3 separate regions of the Mus musculus genome follow, and regions 2 and 3 are each linked to region 1. Evidence: chromatin contacts called from public HiChIP or PLAC-seq data. All regions are on one chromosome and are shown on one strand. The core of a region is the stretch at or near the end of the contact, and the rest is flanking DNA. Distances in the headings are between cores, read along the strand shown.

Region 1 (3,601 bases), core at 687-3,186:
TCCAGGGGTGTGTTTTGTTTGTTGTTTCAGTTTGTTCTTTCTAAAGCGCACAGGGAAGAATAAGCTCTTTAAAACTCCATGAAATGAAAACTCCATGTATGGAATATTCCATCACTGATAACTCGCCAGCCACAATTGCATGTGTCTCTTTTATGGCACGGAAAAAATTTTATGTTTTTAAACCAGATGTCCCTGTGGCTCACTTTTTTTTTTTTTTTTAAATGTCATTAGAACTGTAGCTGGGATAAATAACCAACTATTGCCTACAAAGCCTAATATTAAGGACTAACCAGCCCCAGTTCCTGTTACATCACTTCCTTTTTATCTTTATAAATTACCTTGTGGCTTAAAAATGACATCTTGGTGGTGGATGGGGGTTCTTTTTATGACTGAATTATTTAAGTTATTTTCTCTGGAGACTCTTGAACTTTAGTAAGCTAGAAAGAACGTAAACGTTTAAAAATGAATATTCTTTCTGTCAATCTCTTGCTCTCCCTCATGGGGCACGATTTGATGTTTGAAAGAGCAGTTTAATTTCAGATTCGGTTAGTTCTGAGTCCTTATTACAAAGCAGATTTTATTCAAATGGTAAAAAATCTTAACATTTTCTCATCTTTAGAGCTGGCCTAAAACACAAAGATTTAAGAGCAATCTCCTTTTGCCCAGTATTAGGAATCTGTGACAAGTAGAGTGACTACTACTTTCCCTTGTCAGTGAGTCCATCCATAAAGCCCACTAGTCACTTTGCACCAACACTTAGCCTGGCTGCTGCCTCCTCTGTCACCACTACCACCATCAGATTGTACAGGCGTAGGGGTTGTGTTTGGGGGTGCAAGAAAGACTATTGTTTCTAGACACCCAAGTATGGCCGCAGACAAACCCGCAGAGCAGCATGTCCGGGAGGGAGCATGTGTCTACTCAGAGCGCCAGATCAACCCCAATAGTTTTTCAGGGATGCTAACCCTCTTGTAACTGCCAAATTGGATTTGTCGCTGAATGAAGTATCAGCTGCTGCGGACAAGGCCATAAAAGCCAGCCGGCTGGCCCCTTTGTAGGCGAGGCTTAGCCAACGATTGATATGTTTTAGCACTTTCAGAATTATTGTGATTAGGAGGAAACCATTCTGAATGAGAGAGAAAAGGGGGAAGGACTTACAGTCACAGCTGGTGAGCAGCGTGTGTTTGCAAAGAGGAAGTCACCATTATGGCTTTCTCCTGGTTCCTGCCCTCAGTGAATAGTGTGAAATCTCGGGAGGAGGAAGTCCTGTCCCTACTAGAGTCTCCTCTGCAGGATCTGGAATGTTTAGGATTTGAGAAGCCTGTGCGTTTAGACATCAAGGTGTGTGCATGTGCGCAATACACAGTGGCTAAATGCACACTGGTCACCACGTGTGAGTGAATTGAGTTAATTAACTGTAGAGCTATCACTAGTAACAATGAATGTCTTATCTTAGATTTCCCACACCTGAGGTTCTATGACGCACTTTTAAAATAAGACTCTTTGTCACCTGTCCTCAGGGTGGCCTTGCAGGTTAAATGGGAAGACACAGTGCCTGGTTTAGGCTGTCCAGGTATCATACAGTGTTTTTAGACCGAATATTTTTAGGTACCACCCGTCCTAGGAACTCTTACCCTGATCGTGCACCAGCCAGGAGGCAGCTCTTGGAGTGGCTCAGAGCTGTGTGGCTTTCCCAGCATTCCCAAATACACATGGATTGGCTGCCTCTCTCGCAGTCCCCGAGGGCACCCCATTCCAGTTCAGAGTTTGCTCAGCAATACAACTCAGGAAAGAGGCCGGCTTGCCAGGTCCCGGGGAGAGCCTTTCCAAGCCTGTGAAAAGCACGAAGCATCCAGCAGCCGAGCCTGCTTACAGCTGGCCCTCCTGGCCCTCTGCTAGCTTTGATCTGCGAATCAGGCCGCACCATGAATGCCCTTATTGTCATGTTCTGTGTACACAGTGTGTGAATTATTGAAAATAGGGAGGCCTGGGCCTCATCTGGTAGAGATTACAGTGCAGGCATGCTGGGCGAAGGTCTGTAATTGAAAATCCCCAGATGCTGTTTATTTGCCCTTTGTCACATGACCTGCAGCAGGAAGATTGTCTGAACAAAACGCTGCCTGCGTGGAGAGTAGAGCCTGCCATCCCCCACCCCAGAGCTTCCACAGGCGCAGTCAGTACACAGCTTAAACACCTGCCCGGAGGATTTTTAAAGGCTTAAAATAGATTCGCTCATAGCATTTAAATAGAAGGCATCTTGCTTGTTGGTTTAAACTGCTTAAGCGGTTGTTGACTTGTGGAACCTTCTATCCACACGAGGGTTTGCTGGATAATTTCACTTTGAGATATCTTTACAAAGCAGAATTCAAGGCTAGAGCCATATAAGGCTATGACGCATGGGCTCTTGAGTGTAGTGGGTGAGCTAGCAGATGTATAGTCCTTCTATCTTTAGAAAACATTATGGATACCCAGCATATGGCCCTGAGTTAGTGAGTTGATTCTTACCTGTTTGACCTGTTGTGAAGAAAAGATGTTTCCTGGAAAGTATTTTCTCAAAGGCCAACTTACCTTTTTGTCAGGTGGATTGGGGCAGATGCTACTTCTAAAAGCTATGAAGGCCACCAGAATTTTAAAAAAAAAAGGAAAGCCAGGTGTCCCAATACAAGCCTCTCAGCCAACTACTCCAGGCTTAAGACTGAGAGATAACTTCATAGACAATTTTCAACACCAGCCTAGGCATCGTGGGGAGGCCCTGTGTCGGCCGGATGGATGGGTAGGTGGGTGGGTGGGTGGATGGATGGCGGATGGGTGAATGGATTCTGAAGATACAAGGTTCTTAGTTTTCTGAGTTTATTACACTCATCCTACCTCTGGTCCTTTGTCTCACCTGCCGCTCAGAGGGGAGGGAAAGTCACAGGTAGTTCAGTATTCCACAGTCTTTCCACCCAGATCCTGTTGTACCTTAAGGACGGGAGCCCTGGCTTTTCCTTCTTCTGCCAGCATGGAGCTCTTTCATGTTCCCCGTGGAGAGAACACATCAGATGACTGCTTCTTCTGCCCCACCGTGCTGCTCTTCAGAGTAAAAGTGTTACAGGAAGAGATGGAAACCAGCATCAGTATGGCGGCCGATCGTAGCCTCTCCTGAGGTGCTGTGAGCCAGGAAGACAGTAGTCTCTGGAATCAGAATATGGCCCCTGCTTTCATGAAGCCCAGAATTTGTCAAGGAAATTGGGCAAATCCGTATACCATATCACCAGGCAGTTCTTGTACAGTATCCAGAGAGTCAGGAACTGGTGATCAAAAGGTCCTTCTAGTGGTCATGATGTCCTAGGCCGTGGTGTCTTAGGAACTTAGACATTATTGTTCAGCAGTTTTGGGTGGACCACAGAGGCAGGAAAGAGTGAAGGCTAGTCATTTTATCCAAAAGGAACAGCTCCCAACAGGTGCTGAGGAAAAAGGGTGTGTCAGGGAAGTGTGTGCAGAAAGTGGCGGGTAAGGCCAAAGGTGGTGTGCACATCTAGGTTTTTGTTTTGTTTTGCAAGGTAGGGAGGATATCTGTGGTACCTGGGTAATTAGAAATATAATAGGTATAAAAGCAATGGAC
Region 2 (3,601 bases), core at 767-3,266, 690 kb before region 1:
CTGCTTTCCTACCCCGAGAAGCCAAAATATTAAGTCAGAAGAAAATATTTACACTTATTCCACCTCTTACTGGGGGTGGGGGTGTGCTATGTAACCCAGCCTGTCCTCCAACTCCTGGTCCCCAGCTGCCGGTACCCAGCACTGGAATCACAGGTGTGTGGCTGTGCTCATTGCTTCAATCCCTTCTCGGGCTGTCAGTGCGTGCCCTTCCCACTGAGCATCGACAATGGCCACACAGCAGAGCTTCTGACCACAGTCGTCCATGTTCCAAATCCTACTGTACTGTGCTATTCTGCAATGCACCCCAGTGTCTTATTCCTACTCTGTGATGCAGAAGTGACAGCAGGTCTAGAGAGAGTGGTGAGGTCTGTGGCTTTATCTCCATTCATCATTTCCGGCCCTTGCTGGGGAGGTGACCAGAGAAGCAGCATTCTGCCTCATGTGGGGCACCAGCTCTGCTTGTCCAACTGTGGCCCCCTGTCATTCCTCAAAGGTGTTAACATGGCCTCTGCCCTGCTCACCCCATCCCAGCCATTCCCTTCCACTGACCCTGCACCCCACTCTGAAGGAAGAGCAGACATGACCTGGGCCTCCATTGGTTCCGTTTGGACCTATCTCCCAAGAAGCCTCTGGGACTCAAAGATAACCATGGGTAGCTTTGCACACACTAACTGGAGACCCCAGTCCGGGCTGAGAATGTGGGGCCAGTAGTGCTGGCTAGAAGAAGTATATAAGTTTTCTTCTGGGTCTTATACGTATATAAGCCCCAAGGCAGGGGCTGCCACGCTGCAGAGGCGACTTCTGGAATCAGAACAGGGAAAGTATTGCCTCATCCGAGGACACGAGAGACCAGGAGTTATTTGGGGTTTGGCTTTTATGTTGTTTCTTTTTGAGACAGGGTTTGCTACATACCCACAATTGGCTTCAAACTTGAAATCCTCCTGCCCCAGTGTGTGTATCTCGCAGTGCCTACAATGATGAGATTTGAGAGGGGGAATATATACTTGTGGCAGACACAGGTTCTGAAACCAAAAGTCACTGTGGGAGGTTATATTGCAGCCTTTCAACAAACCCCAAACCAAAAAGTCCTGTGAGAGGCTGAAGAGATTGCTTAGTGGTTAGGTCACTTCTAGAGGAACCAGGTAAGAGTCCTAGCATTCACATAATAGCCTACAACCTTCTATAACTCCAGTTCCAGGGGATCCAGTGCCCTCATCTAGCCACCTTAGGCACCAGGCAGGAGACTGGCACATAGACATACATGTAGGCAAAACACCCATATACATATTTAAAAAAAAAAAGAAAAGATCCCATATGCTGGGAATCCCACTCCTGAGTACACACCCACAAGAATTGAAAGCTGGGTCTGTTTTTTTTTTTTTTTTTTTTTATGGTGTGGGAGGACCAGACATTGACATACATTTCTCTTTCTTCATTATTCTTCACATTATTGTTTGAGATCGTGTCTCTCTGAACCGGCAGCTCACCATACCGTCTTAGGTAGACTGGCTGGCCAGTGAGAACCTGAGATCCACTTGTCCCCACCACTACCCCCGGAGGGCCAAAAACTGAAGGTTAACCTCAGCTATATAGCAAGTTTGAAACTAGTTTGGGCTGCATGAGATCAGGCCACTAAAAAATAGAAGCAAGCAAGCAAGCAAATACACAAAAACTCCACTGAAGAGATATGTTTGTTGGAGTCAGTAAAGACTTCAAAGCTCTATCCCTCCTGTTAGTATTGGTCCTGCCACCTACTAGCTTGGATTGTTTCTCTGTGCTTCCATTATTCCATCTGTAAAATGGGGGTCAATGATTATCATCCCTGGATGGCTACCATGCAGATGGTGGGAGGGGTACTAGAAACCTCTCACAAGGTACCTGGCACACAGTAGTCGATGTTAGCTTTCACTGTGTCGACTCTTCGCTGTCGTCATAATCACTAGGTATTATGGAACTCTTAGTCATTTCTCCACAGCTTGTATTTACCCTGGCTCGAAAGTGGCTGGGTTTGGGGAGGGGCTCCTTAATCTGATCACATCTGAGTCACGGTGACCGAATGAGGGGCCAGCCATGGGGAGAATGGCAGACCCTGCTTCTATTACATTTGTGATATTATTTTAAAAACAAAACAAGATGGGCCTACAGCTTTGTGGTTTTCAGAACCACGCCAAGGGCAAAGAAGGGCAAGACTCCACAGATCTGACAAACAGGATGCAAAGGCCGCTGGGTCAGTGCCTGGAAGAAGCACTAAGTTCCCCGGGCAGAAAGACAGCCACACGCCTGCACCAGACACTGTTTGGCCCCTACATGTGCAGAGGTCACAGAACTCATTGTGATCTCTGCAGCTAATGGCATTGGCCTAACCAGATTATTGGTACAATCAGTGTGAGTTATCTGTCCCATGCTCCACATTCAAGTAAAATGTTCCAGACTTCTAGGCCCAAAGCCAGGCTCTTGCAGGACACAGACTCTACAGCCTGACGGGGACTTGGGTTTTGAGCTTGAGCAAAGCTGCATTCTCAGAGATGATCTCTGCCACCCAAGCCGAGTCCTCCTGGCTCCCTGCTTGGGGAAATCATGTGATAGCTCATAAACGGAATACAGAAAGTGATAAAGCCTTGTGGACACAGAACATGCCTAATTCAGCATGTCTCCTGACTCCTTGGCTGGGTTCTCCAAGTCTCCTGACCCAATCCCCACCCCTTCCCAGCGTCAGCTGCTGTTCCTACCATGGCCTGGCATTCGAAATAAGTGTTCTGCAGTTCTTAAGGCTCTTGTCTTCTTGGCTTTGAACAAACAATGCTTTAGTGAGGAATGCCCCTCCCCCATGCAACTGATTCTCAGACACCCTTGCAAATACAGCCTAATCGCCGCCTCTTCCAGGAAGCCCATCAAGAATGCAAAGGGCTTGAGTCTCCCCTGCTTTCAAGATGAGAAGGAAGCCCTCCTGTCTTACACAAGACCCTGGGGTGGGAGAGGAAGGCTTTGTTTTGTTTTTTCTGTTTTTTGTTTGTTTGTTTGTTTGTTTGTTTTCTCAAGACAGGGTTTCTCTGTATAGCCCTGGCTGTCCTGGAGCTCACTTTGTAGACCAAGCTGGCCTCAAACTCAAAAATTTGCCTGCCTCTGCCTCCCGAGTGCTGGGATTAAAGGCGTGTGCCACCACGCCCGGCTAGACGAAGGCTTTGATGGCAGCTGCACAGAAGCAGTGTGAACCTACCGTCTGGCTCCCTAAGCTGCATGCACACATTGGGGAAATGCTACCTGTTGCACCTTATGCCTGAGGACCTGGAAACATAAAGAATAAAAGCTTTGGTGCTGGAGCACATCACCTTCTGATAGAGAGAGACCTTGCCTCCCTCCCACATCTTCAATACCCTAAAGTCTAGAACAACGGGGCAGTTAGTGTCTTGGCTTACAGAGCAAGCAGATTCCCTACCAACCCACCCAACAAATTCCTCTCAGGCTGCTCTACTTAGTTCAGTCTCTGCCTCAGAAACCATGTGGTATACACCCATATACTTGAGAGGCTGAGGCAGGAGTCTAGGACCAGACTTGGCTATGACAGCCATAGCAAGACCCTGTGTCACAGTGAAAGAAATTG
Region 3 (3,601 bases), core at 532-3,031, 660 kb before region 1:
TTTTGGAGATGCCTGGACCATGAATGACCACCAAGAGCAGCAGCAGCAGTGGAGTATTGGCATCTGGAGCCTAAAGGAAAAACTGTGTCCTACAATGCACAGGGTTGGAGAAGTGACCCAAGCCCTTGGAAGAGCCCAGAAGATCGTGAGTTGGATCCCAGACATTGGATGGTTGGAGTTTAATTTTTGCTTCTGATTGTGACTGTGCCCTGATATTTTTCCCTCTTGAAGGAAGAAAGTATTTTAGTGGAGCCCACAGTTAAGAGACTTTGAATTTTAAAAGATACTGGATATTTTAAAGGGATTGAACTTTTAATATGTAAGGATTGTGAGACCTTTAAAGTTATTTAGATCTTGGGGATGAATAAGAACAAATGGGTTGAGGCTTACTAGTGATGTGTTTGTGTGTCAAGTTGACAAGGGGTCAATTGTACTGGCCGGTTTTGTGTGTCAACTTGACACAAGCTAGAGTTATCACAGAGAAAGGAGCTTCAGTTGGGGAAGTGCCTCCATGAGATCCAGCTGTGGGGCATTTTCTCAATTAGTGATCAAGGGGGAAGGGCCCCTTGTGGGTGGTACCATCTCTGGGCTGGTAGTCTTGGGTTCTATACGAAAGCAAGCTGAGCAAGCCAGGGGAAGCAAGCCAGTAAAGAACGCCCCTCCATGGCCTCTGCATCAGCTCCTGCTTCCTGACCTGCTTGAGTTCCAGTCCTGACTTCCTTGGTGATGAACAGCAGTATGGAAGTGTAAGCTGAATAAACCCTTTCCTCCCCAACTGCTTCTTGGTCATGATGTTTGTGCAGGAATAGAAACCGTGACTTAGACAGCACCCCAGGAGGCCTTTTCTGACAAGCGTTTGGCAACCAGGCCTCAGATGCTATCCTGCAAAGCCTTCTAGACTCATAATCTTGGATAAGCCAGTGTGTATAACCCTAACATTTCCTTACTTTTTGAAATATGGTATCTCATTTGTTACAAAAGAACAACAAAAGTCTGCCTTAAAAAGAAGAAACTTGCCAGGGGCCATTGCATTTCGGGATGGGCTGAGCATGCTTGTGAGGTGTATTCGGGCACGTGGATCTGGAGGTTAAAGGACCAACTTCAGTTCACTTCTCTGGAGCAATCCACCTTGATGTTTGAGATAAAGTCTCTCATTGGCCTGGAACTTAATGATTAGACTGAACTGGCTGACTATGGAGCCTCAGGGACCCACCACCTCCTCCTCCCCAGTGCTTGGATTACAAGTGTGCACTACCAGACTTGGTTGTGGTTTTGTTTTTGTTTTTGTTTTGTTTTTGTTTTGTTTGTTTGTTTTTTACATGGGTGCCAGGGATCAAGCCCTTCACCCACTGAGCCACTTCCCTATTCCCCAACACTGCAACTCAATTATAAAAGCGTGGTCCAAAGCAATACTACTTCCTCATCTCCCAGGTGAGCTGGCAGTTTTCTCCACTTCTCTGAGCTCTGTTGGCCTCCTCTACAAAAGGAGGGCAGGAACTCAATCTCCCTCCCGGGTCTGTTGTAAGAAATAGCTCCTCAAAGCACCCAGCAAAGTGCCTGGCTCATAGGAAGCCCTGGGGAGCACTGACTATGGTTAGACAGCCATCAGCAACATCATTACCAGGCCTGGCTGGCAGAGCTTTAAGCCTTTTATCACACACGGACATGGGCAGGAACAGAGCCCCTTTGTGTGGGCCCAGCCAAGCTCTGGGAAGGCCGGCAAGGGAGTGTCCACAGTAAATGTGCTAGGACCACAAAGAGCTTCGGAGAGTCCAGCGGACTGCCCTTTTTGTTTACGCAGGCAAGCCTTTTATCTCCCTCCCAGCATAGAGCTGCCAGGAGAGCCGGGTCAGAAGTTCACCTAATAAACAACGTTTGCATGCAGAACATGCCCCCATCCAGTCCCGGGTGCTGATGCTGGGGTTCTCAGTTTAAGGCTGTTACTCTTGAACCAGGCACAGTGATGCATGCCCAAGAAACTCCATCACTTAGACTCACACACAAAACAACAAATGTGTTGAAGGTTTCCCAGCCTGTGGAGCTACCAGAAGGTTCCACAGCCCATAGGATGTACAGACTAATATTGCTGCAAACTCAGGTTAGGAAGCCCGTCATCTGAGATTAGTGGTCTGGTACCTCATAGGGGGTCAGATTCATACTGAGCCATACACTAAAGCCCTGGGCCCAGCATTGGCCACAGACAACACAACCATGATTCCTTAGAAGTACTCTGGTGGCAAGCAGTCCTTCCTCTGAATCCAGGCCCAGAGACCAGGAGAAAAACCTGCAACCAGAGCATCTCAAGAAGGCTCCTAGAAGTTCTCAAGAAACGGTCTTGGCACAGTGACCTTTGATCCCAGCACATAGGAGGCAGAGGCATGGAGAGCTCCGAGAGTTTGAGGCCAGTTTGATCTACTCAGAAGGCTCAAGGCCAGCTAGCGCTACATAATGAGACTGTGTCTTGAAGGGGGGAAGAAAAGTAGTAATGGAATTTTGTGTGGTTCCTCTACGTCACTGCTGAGCACCCACTCAGTCATTGCAGCATTCACTATAGCCAGCTTAGTAGCTAGTAGCCGACTTAAAAGCCAAGACCGACTTAAAAGCCAAGAGAATGTAGTATACAAATATACAGAGTTATTCAGGCATAAGAAACAAATAAAGCAACTATTTTCAGGAAAATGGATGGAGCTAAACATTATCTCAGTATGTGAAATAAGCCAGATGCTCAAAGTCAAATCCCCATCTTCTCTCCCATAGGTGGTGTGTTTATTAGCCAGGGCTCCATAGAGGAACAGGGCCAATAGAATGAAAAGTGTTATGAAAAGACCTTCACAAGACTGGTTTACAAAGGCTGGGTCATCCAACAATGGCTGGCTGCATGTTGGAGGTGCCGAGAACCCAATCTGGTTGTTCAGTCCACCAGCTGCCGGCTCCAGCAAACCCAGTCTGGCTTGGAGGATTCTTCAGGAACTGTTGGTCTTCAGCCCATGTTGGAAGGCCAGAGAAGCTGGAGTCTGATGGCCATGCAAGATGTAGCAGGACCAGCAGTCAACAGAGGACAGACACTGTCACCAGGAGGGAAGCAGCTTAGACTTCTTTTATTTTATTTTATTTTATTTTTGAAACAAAATTTCACTATGTAGCCGGCCTGCAACTAGCTATGTAGCTGGCCTGCAACTAGCTATGTAGCCCGAGCAGGTCTGGAACTCCTGCTTTCCAAGTGCTAGGAGCAAAAGTGTGTTCCACCACACCCAGCCTTCCAGCAGTTTCTTAACTACAGACAAACAAAATCTCTGGAAGTTGAAATGGGACAAGGGATGTGTGGTGGTTTGAATAGTTTTGGCCCCCATAGATTCACAAATTTGAATGCTTGGCCCACAGGGAATGGCACTACTAAGAGGTGTGGCCTTGTTGGAGGGGGTGTGGCCTTGTTGGAGTGGGTGTGTCTTTGTGGGGGTGGGCTTTGAGGTCTCCTACACTTAAGCGCCATCCAGTGTGAAATTGGTCTCCTGGCTGCCTGCAGATCAAGTTGTAGAACTCTTGGCCCCTCCAGCACCATGTCTGCCTGCGCACTGCCATGCTTCCTGCTATAATGATAATG

The links. HiChIP or PLAC-seq counts read pairs in DNA pulled down with a chosen protein or histone mark.
Region 2: an HNF4G HiChIP or PLAC-seq map of pancreatic cancer cells shows a contact between it and region 1. The contact joins two enhancer-like sites. A contact is called at or near these places in 2 of 115 datasets of contacts at active chromatin or transcription factors (astrocytes and pancreatic cancer cells).
Region 3: an H3K27ac HiChIP or PLAC-seq map of stem cell-derived neural progenitor cells shows a contact between it and region 1, with 4 times the contacts expected there. The contact joins two enhancer-like sites. A contact is called at or near these places in 2 of 484 Hi-C or Micro-C datasets (liver and uterus), 2 of 115 datasets of contacts at active chromatin or transcription factors (pancreatic cancer cells and stem cell-derived neural progenitor cells) and 1 of 9 other capture datasets (embryonic tail).

What each region holds. Positions count from the first base shown.
Region 1 is chr7:112,824,470-112,828,070 of GRCm38.p6, forward strand. All of the region lies in intron 2 of Tead1 (TEA domain family member 1), which reads left to right. Among named protein-coding and RNA genes, the nearest start is that of Rassf10, 130 kb to the right of the region's middle. Within about 2 kb of position 1,937, at least 183 of the 459 cell types and tissues checked have an H3K27ac peak or open chromatin away from gene starts, as enhancers often do. A contact at or near this core is called in pancreatic cancer cells and stem cell-derived neural progenitor cells, where this site is marked.
Region 2 is chr7:112,136,390-112,139,990 of GRCm38.p6, forward strand. The region is part of intron 4 of Dkk3 (dickkopf WNT signaling pathway inhibitor 3); the gene reads right to left. Among named protein-coding and RNA genes, the nearest start is that of Dkk3, 21 kb to the right of the region's middle. Within about 2 kb of position 2,017, at least 58 of the 459 cell types and tissues checked have an H3K27ac peak or open chromatin away from gene starts, as enhancers often do. A contact at or near this core is called in pancreatic cancer cells, where this site is marked.
Region 3 is chr7:112,168,745-112,172,345 of GRCm38.p6, forward strand. No RefSeq gene overlaps it. Among named protein-coding and RNA genes, the nearest start is that of Dkk3, 11 kb to the left of the region's middle. Within about 2 kb of position 1,782, at least 59 of the 459 cell types and tissues checked have an H3K27ac peak or open chromatin away from gene starts, as enhancers often do. A contact at or near this core is called in stem cell-derived neural progenitor cells, where this site is marked.